Linked DNA regions of Mus musculus: region 1 is linked to region 2. Evidence: chromatin contacts called from public promoter capture Hi-C data. All regions are on one chromosome and are shown on one strand. Each heading gives the region's core, a stretch centred on a gene start, on an enhancer-like site or on the middle of the called end of the contact. The rest is flanking DNA. Distances are from core to core; before and after follow the strand shown.

Region 1 (6,757 bases), core at 2,461-4,960, 580 kb after region 2:
CACTGGCAACCCAGGCTCCAAGGGATCCAATGCTCTGACCTCTGTGGACACCAGGAACTCTCTTACACATACCTGCCCACACACACACACTCATACACTTAACTTAAAATGATAAAAATAAAACTTAAAAAAGGTCACTACAGGGAGGAAATGGTCAAGTAAGTAAAAAATTGGACTCCATGACAAGCACTTGTATTCCTGGTGCTGTGGAGGTAGAAACACGAGGATCCCTACCAGCCAGCATTGTAATTGGTGAGGTTCAGGTCCCAGAAAACATGGTACATGGTACACGGCTTCTGAGAAACACACAAACCTGCACCTCCACACAGAACCCCATCATATCAGATGACCATGAGTGCCCCCACACTTAGCAGGAGAAATCAACTTTTATGTTTTGATTTTTTTGTTGTTTTGTTTTACTTTGAGACAGGGTCTTGCTATGTAGCCCAGGCTGGGCCCAAACTCTTGATCTTCCTTAAGAACTACCACACCTAGTTTATGTGGTTCTAGGGAGGTGGAGCCAGAAGAATTGGAAGTTCAAGATCATCTTGGTCTCTATAGCCAAATCAAGGACAGCCTGGGATACAGGAGACCTTGTCGTAAATAAATAAATGCAAGGAATGTTGCATCTTCAGCCAGCCTAAGGGAATGTCAGTTAAAGAGAAAATCAGCTCCAAGTAAGTTTTATTTTGTTTGTACCCTGCATTTTGTTTCTCAGCTGCATTAAGTTAACCATTAATTTTATTTTGTGTTTCCCTCATGCGTAGGTCTGAACACTTTTACTTTTACTGTGTGTGTGTGTGTGTGAGCATGTGCACATATGTGCATGTGTGGGTGTGTGTGCATGTATGTGCATGTGCGGGTGTGTACATGCATGTGTGTTTGGGTGTATGTGCATGTGCGAGTGTGTGTGTGTGTGTGTGTGTGTGTGTGTGTGTGTGTGTGTGTGTGTGTGTGTGCTTGTATGTGATGTGTGTAGAAGGCTGAGGTCCTGGACCTCAGCCTATAATCTGCTCAGTAGTGCAGAGTCAGGAGTATAGCTTGGAATCTAGGAGGTCAGGGGTTGAAGGCTCTACTGAGCATGTGTAAGATGGGTGATGGAGTGGGAAGTGAACTGCCCTTCTAATTAGCATCTCACTCTAGCCCACCGTTTCTATTTCATGATAACCAAAGACTCAGTATAAGGCTATAAAGAACACCAAATTCTTGGTCATTTCACAGCGCTAAAATAACAAACTTCCATAAAGAATAGCAGATTATGATCTGTAACAGAATCAAATGTGTGTGGTTTTTTTGTTTGTTGTTTCGTTTATTGAGAAGAGATGGTGCACACGTGCAGAAGGCACGACCACCCCTAAAGAGTTACCAGCATTTACTTGTGTCGACTACTTCACCAGAGCTGCCGGGCGCCATGACACCCACTTGCTGAGCTCTTTATGTTTGTCTTGGGATGCTCTTTCTTGGATGTAATTTCTCTTTTAAAATGAGGAAGATCTGGGTGTGATGCTGCAATCATGCCTGCAATCTCAGAGCAGGCAAGGAGGACTGGGTCATGTTTTGGGACTAGCCTGGCTACCTCCAACCTAAACAACAAAAAAAATAAAAAAATAAAAAAAAAAAATAACAAGAGCTGGTAATACTCAAAAGGATCAGCAGGTGGCAGCAGTGGATAGGGATGTTGCCATTCAGTAGCAGGACTGTTGGCTCTTGTGAAGATGCCAACCTATACTTAAAACCCAGATTGTGGGGAATGGGTATTGGTAGGCTCAGTCAGAGTGCCTAAAGTTGCCAGGTTCTGGGTATTTAGGACACCAAAGCAAAAGCAATAATGTGGAGGATCCAAATGCTATGGATACCATAAAGCAAGCAGTTACCAGCTATCGTGACTGCTCTTTCCAAACACACCATGTGATCTTAGGGAAACAACCATTTATCTATCCATACTTCCTGCTGCTCTATAATCTACAGCCGAGAGGGATCTGTATTCTTTACCTTGAATCATAGTGCTGGCTTCACAGCAGACTCTCAATATCTCTCTGGTAGTTACCTTCCTGTTTCTCTTTAGGCCTATGCTTTACCATCCATAAATGAGAGGGGGTTCCAGCTTTGAAAGTCTGTGGTTCTTACTAAACTAATGGATTCTTTACCGGTTTCATCTAGCAACACTGGAATTGCAGCAGCAAATTTAGATAATCTCAGTTGATGGTAGAAGGTAGCAACTGATAGATATCAGTGATGGGGTGACCTTGGTCCAGTTTCACTGAAACACATCTTCCCTGAAGTATCTCTGCGTAAGGCAAGGCTCTGTACCATGAACACTACATAGGGGGGGTCTTCATCCTAAAAAGATACTTGCTATTTAGGCTTTGGAAACTCTCAGGCCTATGTGGGCAGAAAAGGGGTTACTTGCTTCTAATTTGCAGAAATTCCACATTAATTTTTACCAACCCACCCAATGCAGTCTCTCATAATGGTTTCTCTAAAACACCCAGGAAGCAACTTCCAGCAGGACACCTCAACCACCAGTGTCTACTGTCCACTCCCTTGAAACTGTCTCACTGTGTGTTTAACTCTAAAACTCCCCTCAAAGCCAGGCAAGGTATAACTGTGAGAAAACAAGCAAGAGTGTTATTGTTAGGGAGTGCAGATGTAAATCTGCCATGGCTAAAGGTGCTGAACCTTAGTCACCTACACAATGACTGTCATTCGTATTTCTGCAGTGGAATAGTTCCAACTCTTGTGCAGACTCAGTTTACCCATTCTTAACCAGGTAGTGCTCACAGGAATGGACCTCCTCTGTTTCTCTGGGTTGGCAGTGCTTTGTAGCCTATACATGTATAGCAAACTACCTGCATCAGGGGTGGCAATGTGATAAACACCCTTTTCCTAGGTATACTCTTGCTACTTTGTGTATTCTCTGTGTATCCTCTCAACAGTCCAGCTGATGGAACACCTGATGCCTGGTCTTCCTCCTCCTCTCTCCTCCTTACTTCCGTCAACCTACCATCTTATGATCTTGGTTCATGTTCTACTTTGTTTTTAAAGAGCATCCATAATTTTTTTAAGGAAAGAAGCAAGGAGAAAGTACTGCTGAAAACACTTCCTGGCTTGGGGTTTTCTTTTTCTTTTTGGAGACAGGGTTTCTCTGTGTAGCCCTGGATGTACTGGAACTCACTCTGTAGACCAGGCTGGCCTTGACTTCAGAGATCTGCCTGCCTCTACCACCCCAGTGCTGAGATTAAAGGTGTGGGCCACCATCACCAGACTTGGGGTTTTTCTTATTATTCCTGCCAAGCCATATGCTTGTTATGGAAGAAAACACGGCAGGTCACATGCCCTTCTGCAAATGGCTTCCTAAGCGTCTGGGGGCTTTTAATCACAATTGAAGAAACCCTCCTATATCTCCATCTCCTTGCTCAAAATCCCATTAATTGCTTCCCAGATACAAACCACACCAAAGGAACCTGTTTTCATTTTAAATTTTGACTCTCAATTTTTTTCTTTTTAATGCGAGAGTTTGGGTCCAGAAAGCGTAAGGGGGGATAATCGGTTTCACTAAAATAGATGAACTGCTAGAAAGAGCACAGAGGAAAAGAAGCAGAGAGTTGAACACCCACAAGGAAGAATCTTACCAAAGCTGGCCAGCTTTCCTCCAACTGGGGACGAGTCTAGCTGTGTGCTCCTGGAGACAGGGTCCTTCGGTGTCAAGCTAGAGACTCCTCACAGGCTGGTAATATATAGTGCTCGTGTGACGGGGTGGGGAAACCTATGTATCTCTACTTTGGCAGAGACTTGTAAACCAAGGACACTAATCACGGACAAAGAATGAGTCACTCACCTTTCCCTGAGCATGCCTGGGACAGATAGTAACCACCTGGTGGACCACACATTTTTTTCAGGGAAGAGAATGAGTACTTCCTGAGTTCCTCTTCCCTCCATCCATCTGCAGGAAAAAAATATGGCTACTCAAACTCCTGTTCTTTAAAGCACAGTTGTAAAACCAGCTGTCTACATCTAAGCATTATGGGGACCATGTACAGAAGGAATTATGCATGTCTGCTCTGCTTATGAGGAAATGCCAAGATCGAACAGTAGACAAGCCACGGGGTCAGACTTCGAATACCCAGACACTACACAGCAGGGAAGTGAAGAAGTCTATGAGAATTGTTCTAACATATACATCTTCAGGGCTGGACAGATAGCTCAGTGGTTGCGGGCACTTACTCAGGCTCAGTTCTCAGACCCACATGGCAGTTCACCACCATCTGTAGTGATGCCTTGGTCTGGCCTCCCCAGGCATTGCATATGCGTGGTACACAGACATATATATATATATATATATATATATATATACATATATATATATATATATATGCAATTTTAAAAATTGTTATACGTTTATCTTATATCTAGGGCATGATTGCATTATTTTAGCTCTTTGTCAATTTCTAGATTTTCCTTCATCATTGTATAGATATTTGCATGTGATTTTGTGAGACCCCAACTTAGAGCATTTCTCCCTGGAAGGTAAAGCCCATGAACGTCCCCCCAAGCCTGTTTTCCCCCATCTCTGGGGATACAGCCAGAAAGAAGCTCTTTGCTCTCTATAGCCAGCAAAAAGCCTTTGTTTGTTTGTTTGTTTGTTTGTTTCTGTGCCTGACAACCAGAGATGCGATAATTGTAAAAAGACCTAGCCAGGCACTTGCCTGGCTCCCTGTGCCAAGGACACGGAGATAAAAATTCACTCTGATACCTAAACCACAAAAAGACCCAACAAAGATAGAGAACTTCAGACCAATTTCCCTTATGAATATCGATGCAAAAATACTCAATAAAGTTCTTGCTAACCGAATCCAAGAACACATCAAAACAATTATCCATCCTGACCAAGTAGGTTTCATCCCAGGGATGCAGGGATGGTTCAATATACGGAAATCCATCAATGTAATCCAGTATATAAACAAACTCAAAGACAAAAACCACATGATCATCTCGTTAGATGCTGAGAAAGCTTTTGACAAAATCCAACATCCATTCATTATAAAAGTCTTGGAAAGATCAGGAATTCAAGGCCCATACCTAAATATGATAAAAGCAATCTACAGCAAACCAATAGCCAACATCAAAGTAAATGGTGAGAAGCTGGAAGCAATCCCACTAAAATCAGGGACTAGACAAGGCTGTCCACTCTCGCCCTACCTATTCAACATTGTACTTGAAGTCCTAGCCAGAGCAATTAGAAAACAAAAGGGGATACAAATTGGAAAGGAAGAAGTCAAAATATCACTTTTTGCAGATGATATGATAGTATATATAAGTGACCCTAAAAATTCCACCAGAGAACTCCTAAGCCTGATAAACAGCTTCGGTGAAGTAGCTGGATATAAAATAAACTCAAACAAGTCAATGGCCTTTCTCTACACAAAGAATAAACAGGCTGAGAAAAAATTCACAAAGAAGAGCTATAACTCACTCCCCACTCCTCATTCCTTGTAATTTTACCAAGGACACCTGGCAGAGAAGAGCTATAGCCCAACTCTTCCCAACTCTCTTCCCAACTCTCTTCCCAACTATTCCCAACTCCTCCCAATTCCTCAGCTAGCTGTTAAAAGCCCCCTACTGTTACTGCTTAGGGTCGAACTCCCCTGCCCTGCACAGCTGAAGGAGTTCATCCTCAGCTAGCTGATAATAAAGCCTCTTGCAGTTTGCATCAGGTGTGGTTTTCTCTCGAGTTATTGGACTGCTGGACAGCTCATCCCGGGACTTGAGCAGAGGCCCAGCTTCGGGGGTCTTACAATTTAAGCTGTACTAATTTCTAAAAGCAAAAGAGGAAGGAAAAAAAAGACCTACAGGTTGTCAGAGGAGTAAAGGTGGAGGCAGGGGCAAAGCATCTCTCACTGTGGGAACCATGCTGGGGATGTCTGAGGTGAGTCTGGGCACATGAACTAGAGCATCAGTTGACTCACTGTAGCAGGAGGAGGAATACAGCACTCGAGCATCTTCAAACTCCCTCAGCAAGGCTGGTCCTCTGTGTGGAAGGAATAGGGAACCCTCAGAAAGCAGCAAAGATGCAAGCAGGCAGCTTTGGGGCACTGAGTTGCAGACATGTTCACACCCGGACTTGGGAACACTTGGGGAAGACTACACTGGTATAAAGGACCCAAAATATAGATAGGATAAATATGGATTTATTTCTGTTGGTGTAACTGAATAAATGGGCTGTCAACATTCCTTTGGGTTCGTTAACCTCAATGTCTCTCCATAGGGTGGATCCTTTCCAGAGAAGAATATTTGCTTACTCATTTCTATATTCTCAGTGACTGACACATAAGTCCTCATCAATTGATCTAGAGCCTCTAACCACAAAAAACATTCTGGGCTTCTCTTTAAAGGTTCAGAGATGCAAGATTTGGTAGCAGTTATTAAATAAACTTGATTGCTAAGTTTATAGGAGATATGGGAGCTGGCTGATACTTCTTCTGGGGTATGATGAGGTTATCAGGGTGTTCCAATGCACCCTAAAGTGTTCTACTCTTGCCTGCAAAAAGTTCTAAAATCAGCTGATTTGCCTTCACCAATGAGCTTTTGTTCCTGACCACAGAGTAGACTCTAGGAGTGTAACATCTTTAAAAAACAAACACTTGAACCCAGATGCCCCTCAACAGAGGAATGGATACAGAAAATGTGTTACATATACACAATGGAATACTACTCAGCTATTTAAAAATTGAATTTATGAAATTCCTAGGCAGATGGA
Region 2 (7,199 bases), core at 4,432-6,931:
CAATCTAGCGGGACCAGCATTAGGGAAGCAGAAAACACAGCCTGACCAGGTCACAAGTCCCTTCTGGTCAGCGTCAGCATCAGGTCACCTTGGGCTCAGAGTCGGCAGACCCTCCCACCCTCCAAGGTCCCTGGAGGACTCTGCACATGATCTTAGGACCACTAATGAGTGGAACACAACTTCTGTTCCATTTCAATCATGAGGGACCTGAGACAGCATTAGGGAAGCACCTTGGACACAGAGTCATGGACACCCCCCCCCCCCCCAAGGTCCCTAGAGGACTCTCCACATGATCTTAGGACCACCGGTGAGTGGAACACAACTTCTGTTCCATTCCAATCGCATGGGACCAGCATTAGAGAAGCAGAAAACTCGGCCTGACCAGGGTCACAAGTCCCTTCTGGTTGGTGCCAGCACCGGGTCACCTGGGCAAGGAGTCGGAGGACACCCCCAAGGTCCCTAGAGATCAGCTTCTGAGGCAGACCCCATTTTGGGCTCCAGACATCTGGGCACCTTCTTTGTCAGAGGACAGGTGTCCTCCCTGCCAGGGAGGGATTTGCTGGAGCACCTGAGGAAGTCATCTTGGTTCCCGGTTCCCGGATCCCTCTGAGACTAGTCTGCGCAGGTGAGAGTGTGGATTACAGAAGCTAACAGCTTCTGGGACAGGCCCTGTTTCAGGCCTTCATCTTCTGCCAGGAGGCAGGTCCGAACGCCAGATATCTGTGCACCTTCCCTTCAAGAGGAGAGCTTGCCTGCAGAGAGTGCCAGACCACTGAAACTCAGGAGATAGCTAGTCTCCCCGGTCTGCTGATAGAGACTAACAGAATCACCAGAGGAACAAGCTCTAACCAGAGACAACTATAACAAATAACTCCAGAGATTACCAGATGGTGAAAGGCAAACATAAGAATCTTACTAGCAGAAACCAAGACCACTCACCATCATCAGAACACAGCATTCCCACCTCACCCAGTACTGGCCACCTCAACACACCCGAAAAACTAGACCCAAATTTAAAAGCATATCTCATGATGATGGTAGAGGACATCAAGAAGGACTTTAATAAATTACTTAAAGAAATACAGGAGAACACTGCTAAAGAGTTACAAGTCCCTAAAGAAAAACAGAAAAACACAACCAAACAGGTAGAAGTCCTTAAAGAAAAAAAGGAAAGCACATCCAAACAGGTGATGGAAATGAACACAACCATACTATACCTAAAAAGGGAAGTAGACACAATAAAGAAAACACAAAGTGAGGCAAAACTGGAGATAGAGACCCTAGGAAAAAAATCTGGAGCCATAGATGCGAGCATTAGCAAAAACTCTTCTCAAGGATAAAAGAACATCTGGTCATGCCTGACCTAAAGCTGTACTACAGAGAAATAGTGATAAAAACTGCATGGTACTGGTATAGCGACAGACAAGTAGACCAATGGAATAGAATTGAAGACCCAGAAATGAACCCACACACTATGGTCACTTGAACTTTGACAAGGGAGCAAAAACCATCCAGTGGAAAAAAGACAGCATTTTCAATAAATGGTGCTGGCACAACTGGCAGTTATTATGTAGAAGAATGCGAATTGATCCATTCCTATCTCCTTGTACTAAGGTCAAATCTAAGTGGATTAAGGGACTCCACATAAAACCAGAGACACTGAAACTTATAGAGGACAAAGTAGGGAAAAGCCTCAAAGACATGGGTACAGGGGAAAAATTCCTGAATAGAACAGCAATGGCTTGTGCTGTAAGATCGAGAATCAACAAATGGGACCTCATAAAATCGCAAAGCCTCTGCAAGGCAAAAGACACACTCAATAAGTCAAAAAGGCCACCAATAGATTGGGCAAGAATCTTTACCTATCCTAAATCAGATAGGGGACTCATATCCAATACATATAAAGAAGTCAAGAAGGTGGACTCCAGAAAATCAAATAACCCCATTAAAAATGGGGCTCAGAGCTAAGCAAAGAATTCTCACCTGAGGAATACCAAATGGCTGAGAAGCACCTGAAAAAATGTTCAACATCCTTAATCATCAGGGAAATGCAAATCAAAACAACCCTGAGATTCCATCTCACACCAGTCAGAATGGCTAAGAACAAAAATTCAGGTGACAGCAGATGCTGGCAATGATGTGGAGACAGAGGAACACTCCTCTATTGTTGGTGGGATTGCAAGCTTGTACAACCACTCTGGAAATCAGTCTGGCTGTTCCTCAGAAAATTGGACATAGTCCTACCGGAGGATTCCGCAATATTTCTCCTGGATACATATCCAGAAGATGTTCCAACTGGTAAGAAGGACACATGCTCCACTATGTTCATAGCAGCCTTATTTATAATAGCCAGAAGCTGGAAAGAACCCAGATGCCCCTCAACAGAGGAATGGATACAGAAAATGTGGTACATTTACACAATGGAGTACTACTTAACTATTAAAAAGAATGAATTTATGAAATTCCTAGGCAAATGGATGGACCTGGAGGGCTCAACCTGAGTGAGGTCACCCAATCACAAAAGAACTCACAGGATATGTACTCACTGATAAGTGGATATTAGCCCAGAAACTTATTATACCCAAGATATCAGATACAATTTATGAAACACATGAAACTCAAGAAGAATGAAGACCAAAGTGTGGACACTTTGCCCCTTCTTAGAATTGGGAACAAAACACCCATGGAAGGAGTTACAGAGACAAAGTTTGGAGCTGAGACAAAAGGATGGACCATCTAGAGACTGCCATATCCGGTGATCCATCCTATAATCAGCCTCCAAATGCTGACACCATTGCACACACTAGCAAAATTTTGCTGAAAGGACTCTGATATAGCTGTCTCTTGTGAGACTATGCCGGGGCCTAGCAAACACAGAAGTGGATGCTCACAGTCAGCTATTGGATGGATCACAGGGCCCCCAATGGAGGAGCTAGAGAAAGTACCCAAGGAGCTGAAGGGATCTGCAACCCTATAGGTGGAACAACAAACTGATCTAACCAGTACCCCCAGAGCTCATGTCTCTAGCTGCATATGTATCAGAAGATGGCCTAGTCGGCCATCAGTGGAAAGAGAGGCCCATTGGTCATGCAAACTTTATATGCCTCAGTACAGGGGAATGCCAGGGCCAAGAAGTGGTAGTGGGTGGGTAGGGGAGTGGGGGGGGAGGGCATGGGGGTCTTTTGGGATAGCACTGGAAATGAAAATGAATAAAATACCTAATTAAAAAAAGAAGAAAATACCAGGACTGAATTCAAATTGCTGCCCCATCCACTCATGTGATTGATTGATTAATGATTGATTGATGATTGATTTGTAGGATTAAATTGTCTCCTTCTACCATGTGATTCCCCAGATAAAACTTGGTACATCGGTCTTGGTGTCAAGCATCTTAGGGAAACTTTTCTAATTAGGAGCATTTGAAAACCTCTACCTGTTTTCTGAAGTAAAGATGGCTCTTCCTATGCTGAGCACAGACCCGCAGCCCACTTCTCAAACCCTTCCTAAATCTGAATACTCAGGAAGGCTGGGCTCACTCAGGTACTGGCTATGGCTTGAGCACAGGAAAAGCGGGGCTTTTGTGTTTTTGCCTCTAGCAATTGTTTTCTAAATAAAATACCTAGGCATGTGTTCATAAATCTTTGCTAACAGGGTATTACCTACTGAGCCTGTGCATCTGACAGTATCCAGCAAGGTTTTATACTTGAATCAAATTTGGTTGAAGAACGGAAAGGAAATAATCTTTCTATAACTTCCATAAAACCACACAGTTGTCAAATAGCACTTGATAAACTAAAAATTAATGAGAGAATAACATAAAATAGACAAGTTTTAAAATTTTAAATAAAATAGCTATGACGAATGTCTTGGGAGTATCCCATGAGAACTAATGCTTGCTTAAGACCAGAGCGATACACTCAATGGATAAAAAGGGAAATTTGAGGGGCTCTGAGAAGGGGAAGAAACCCCTTACTTGGCAATCTGGAAAGGAAATATTTCATCATAATGAACAACTGCTTAAGGCCTTCACCCCTTGCCAGTAATAAGCCTGCATTTTTCAAGAATGAAGACAAAACCTTCTTTTCAAAAAGATGTGTACTAACCCCCTTATGAAATTCTGGTGGCCCTTGATTCTACCTTTGCAAATTATAATTGTAACCAAGACACTCCCTGAGCCACCCTATGATCCCACCTATCAAAAGATAAAAAGGGGTCATGAGGTGGCTCAGCACTTAGGAACACTTGCTGTTCTTGCAGAGGACCTAGGTTTGGACCCCAGCATTCACCATGATCATCTGTAACTCTAGTTCCAGGGGACCCACCACCTCTTCTGACCTCCCTGGGCCCCAGACACACATGTGGTGCCCATACATACATGAAGACAAAACACATATAGTAAAACAGAATGCACATAAAATAAGTAATACTCTAAACAGAGAGAAAGAAGAAAGGAGGATGTCCTTTCGACCTTTTAAGGTGTGGCTTGAGAGGCATTGTACATATGACCAATATGAAGGTAACTATGTATTACTCTCTGTTGGGGAGCCCATACCCACACTTGGGTATGCCTCGCTCCCTAACTGCCTCTCTCACAACCTTTTTGTTGACAGCCCATGTCAGAATTATCACTGATAAAAGTCTCCAACTCTGCTTCATGAAGGCTGGTATCGATTTTTTTTTCTGTGTGAAACTATGAATCAGGTTTGGCCAGAGTTTAGGTCCTTCAAAAAATTAAGGGGGTACATTAGGTTGCTGAGGATGACAGCATCAGTACAGGAGTAGAAGGCAGGGGGATATCCTTGGTGTGCTGGCTCTTGATCCTAAACTCCTTTCCAAAGGGCTCCTTTAGTGACCTATTACTTAATAGACAACTTGGTTCTTTTGAAAATTCCCTGTCCTGTCTGTAAATCAATTTAGCATCCACAGCACCATAAAAAGATGAAATCTACCTTCCCCCTGACTAGCAGGTAACGAAGAATATCTCTCTGTGTTCCAGCCCCTTTCCCCTGGGGTACAGCAAGGAGAGAAAACAGGAAAAGCTAAATTTACTGGGAACTAGAGATCTTCCAGACTGACTCTTAATGGTTTTTGAGATATCTTTATTTTTGTGCATTATAAATCAGGAGAAGTATATTTCAGATAATTCATTTTCTGGCTCGTGACAGTGAACGTTAAAACAGTGATTTTGGCTGTGAGGGGAGATAAAAAGAAAAGAGAGCTAGGCCTGTGCCAGGGGTCTGCTGTCTATGGACTGATAAAAGACTCATCAAAGTGGACAGGCCAGCCATTCTCACAGCCAATAATAATATATCTGAACCCTTTAGAGGCTCGGTACCTGCATGGAGGCCGGGGAGACCTTCCTTTGTGTGTGCAAGTGGTGACCTGGAAGTGAGACTTGCTTATTCTTAAATTTCGTCCATAAGGGCTTCCTTTCTTTCCACAGATGGCCTTGATGTTGTTCTTGGTGTCATGGATAAAGGTGTTGACATCTTTGCAGAAAGAGGTTAGCTTTCTTTTCACCATCATACTTTCGCAGTATCTGTCGTCCCGGCCTTTTGGCTTGGCATCATAGTGCTGAGTCAGGAATTTTGTGTACCTGGAGTCATCCTGAGACAGAGTGGGAGGGATCACAACCAGACCCAACAGGAAGACCAAGAACAAAGGACCTGGGCTCATCGCCATCTCTTCCAACAGAGATTCCTGCCAAGGGCAAAAAAAGCAGGAGTGGTCAGGCCATAGAACTACATTCTAATTTAGACTAAGTGGGTGGAGACTTCCCTTTCTGAAAGAGCATGATAAAGCAGTGTTCTCAGCTACCTAATTCCATCTAGGCCTTGGCCTTCCTAACAGACTCCATGGCGCAGCCATCTTTCTCTATTCCTTAGGTTCACCACCATCCGTAGTATAACAAAATCTATTTATATTCTTAATTCACCTATTACTTAACTTTATAACAAAGATTACCCAAGTTCCTACTGGGCCCAGAAACTGTGCTAGATCCTAGGGCACAAAGACCTTTAAGATATACCAAGGACAGGTGCAGTATGTGTCAGTAAGGTCCAGCTACTTAGGAAATAGAGACAGAAGGATTGCTTGAATCTTAGAGTTCCCCCCTACCTGGATAATGTACAAGACCTTAGGTTTTTTTGGGGGAGAGAAGGGGGTGGTCAAGGAAGAAGAAAGAAAGGCAGAAAAACACAGAACAGAAATGTGGCATCCATTGGGGAGGCATGGGGGTTCCTGAGGCAAGATGGATGATAACGCAAGGGCTGAGAGCCATGAAGAATGACTTGTGGGATCGAGAACACAGGACAGCCCATGCCACAAGGCTATTGAGATGGGATTCCAGGCAGTCGCTCAGTTCCACATTAATGATGAAAGCTGTAGAGAAGATCACCTTGGGATGAAGGGTGCAGGTCTACTTCTCCCAGAGGGCAGAGTTGTTATGCAGTGCATAGGGAGAATGGAACACGTTGTGTGGTACCTGAGGTGGGTCTAGAAGAGACACTTACAGAGCAAAATGGGGAACTCAAGTTTCATCTTCAGGTTGGTCTATGTCAGAGGCTCTTTGGATGATCTGAGAGAATATTTTCTAGTGTCTCCTACATTTGCAGTACTGTTAGCATAGGCACACTATCTTATAGTGTGGGTAAAACAAAACAAAACAAAACACAAAACAAAACAAAACAAAACAAAATAAAACAGAGATCTCTTTATTAAGGCAAGGGACTTAAAATGCCTTGTAAGATCTTTCTGAAGAGGAGAAGAGAGAAGATTCCTACCATCACCTCCCCAGAGTTCTCAGCTTACCCTGCACCACACACATCCACCAATCACAGGCCATAGGACCAAGGTGTCTTCTGCTGGAGTTTGACCTTCTTATGGACCTTATTGTTGTTATTATTTATTTTTATTGGATATTTTCTTTATTTACATTTCCAATGTTATCCCCTTTCCTAGTATTCTCACTGAAAATCCTTTATCCCCTGCAGCCCCCCTTCTCCCCAACCTTTCTTTCCCTGGAATTCCCCTATACTGGGACATGGAGCCTTCACAAGACCAAGGGCCTCTCCTGCTACTGATGACAGACTAGGCCATCCTCTGCTGCATATGCAGCTAGAGCCACGAGTCTATGTGTTTTCTTTGGTTGATGGTTTAGTTGCAGGAAGCTCTGGGAGTACTGGTTAGTTCATATTGTT

Evidence for each region. Promoter capture Hi-C pulls out the DNA fragments that hold promoters and counts their contacts.
Region 1: a promoter capture Hi-C map of embryonic stem cells shows a contact between it and region 2, with 49 times the contacts expected there. The contact joins the promoter of Ang4 here to the promoter of Ang2 in region 2. A contact is called at or near these places in 2 of 39 promoter capture datasets (both in embryonic stem cells) and 3 of 9 other capture datasets (adipose tissue, liver and pancreatic islet).

What each region holds. Positions count from the first base shown.
Region 1 is chr14:51,769,880-51,776,636 of GRCm38.p6, forward strand. It overlaps Ang4 (angiogenin, ribonuclease A family, member 4), which reads right to left and starts at 3,711. Exons shown (of 2, transcript NM_177544.4): 1 at 3,633-3,711.
Region 2 is chr14:51,190,242-51,197,440 of GRCm38.p6, forward strand. Ang2 (angiogenin, ribonuclease A family, member 2) reads right to left here and starts at 5,682. Exons shown (of 1, transcript NM_007449.2): 1 at 5,245-5,682. The coding sequence starts at 5,682. The coding sequence ends at 5,245.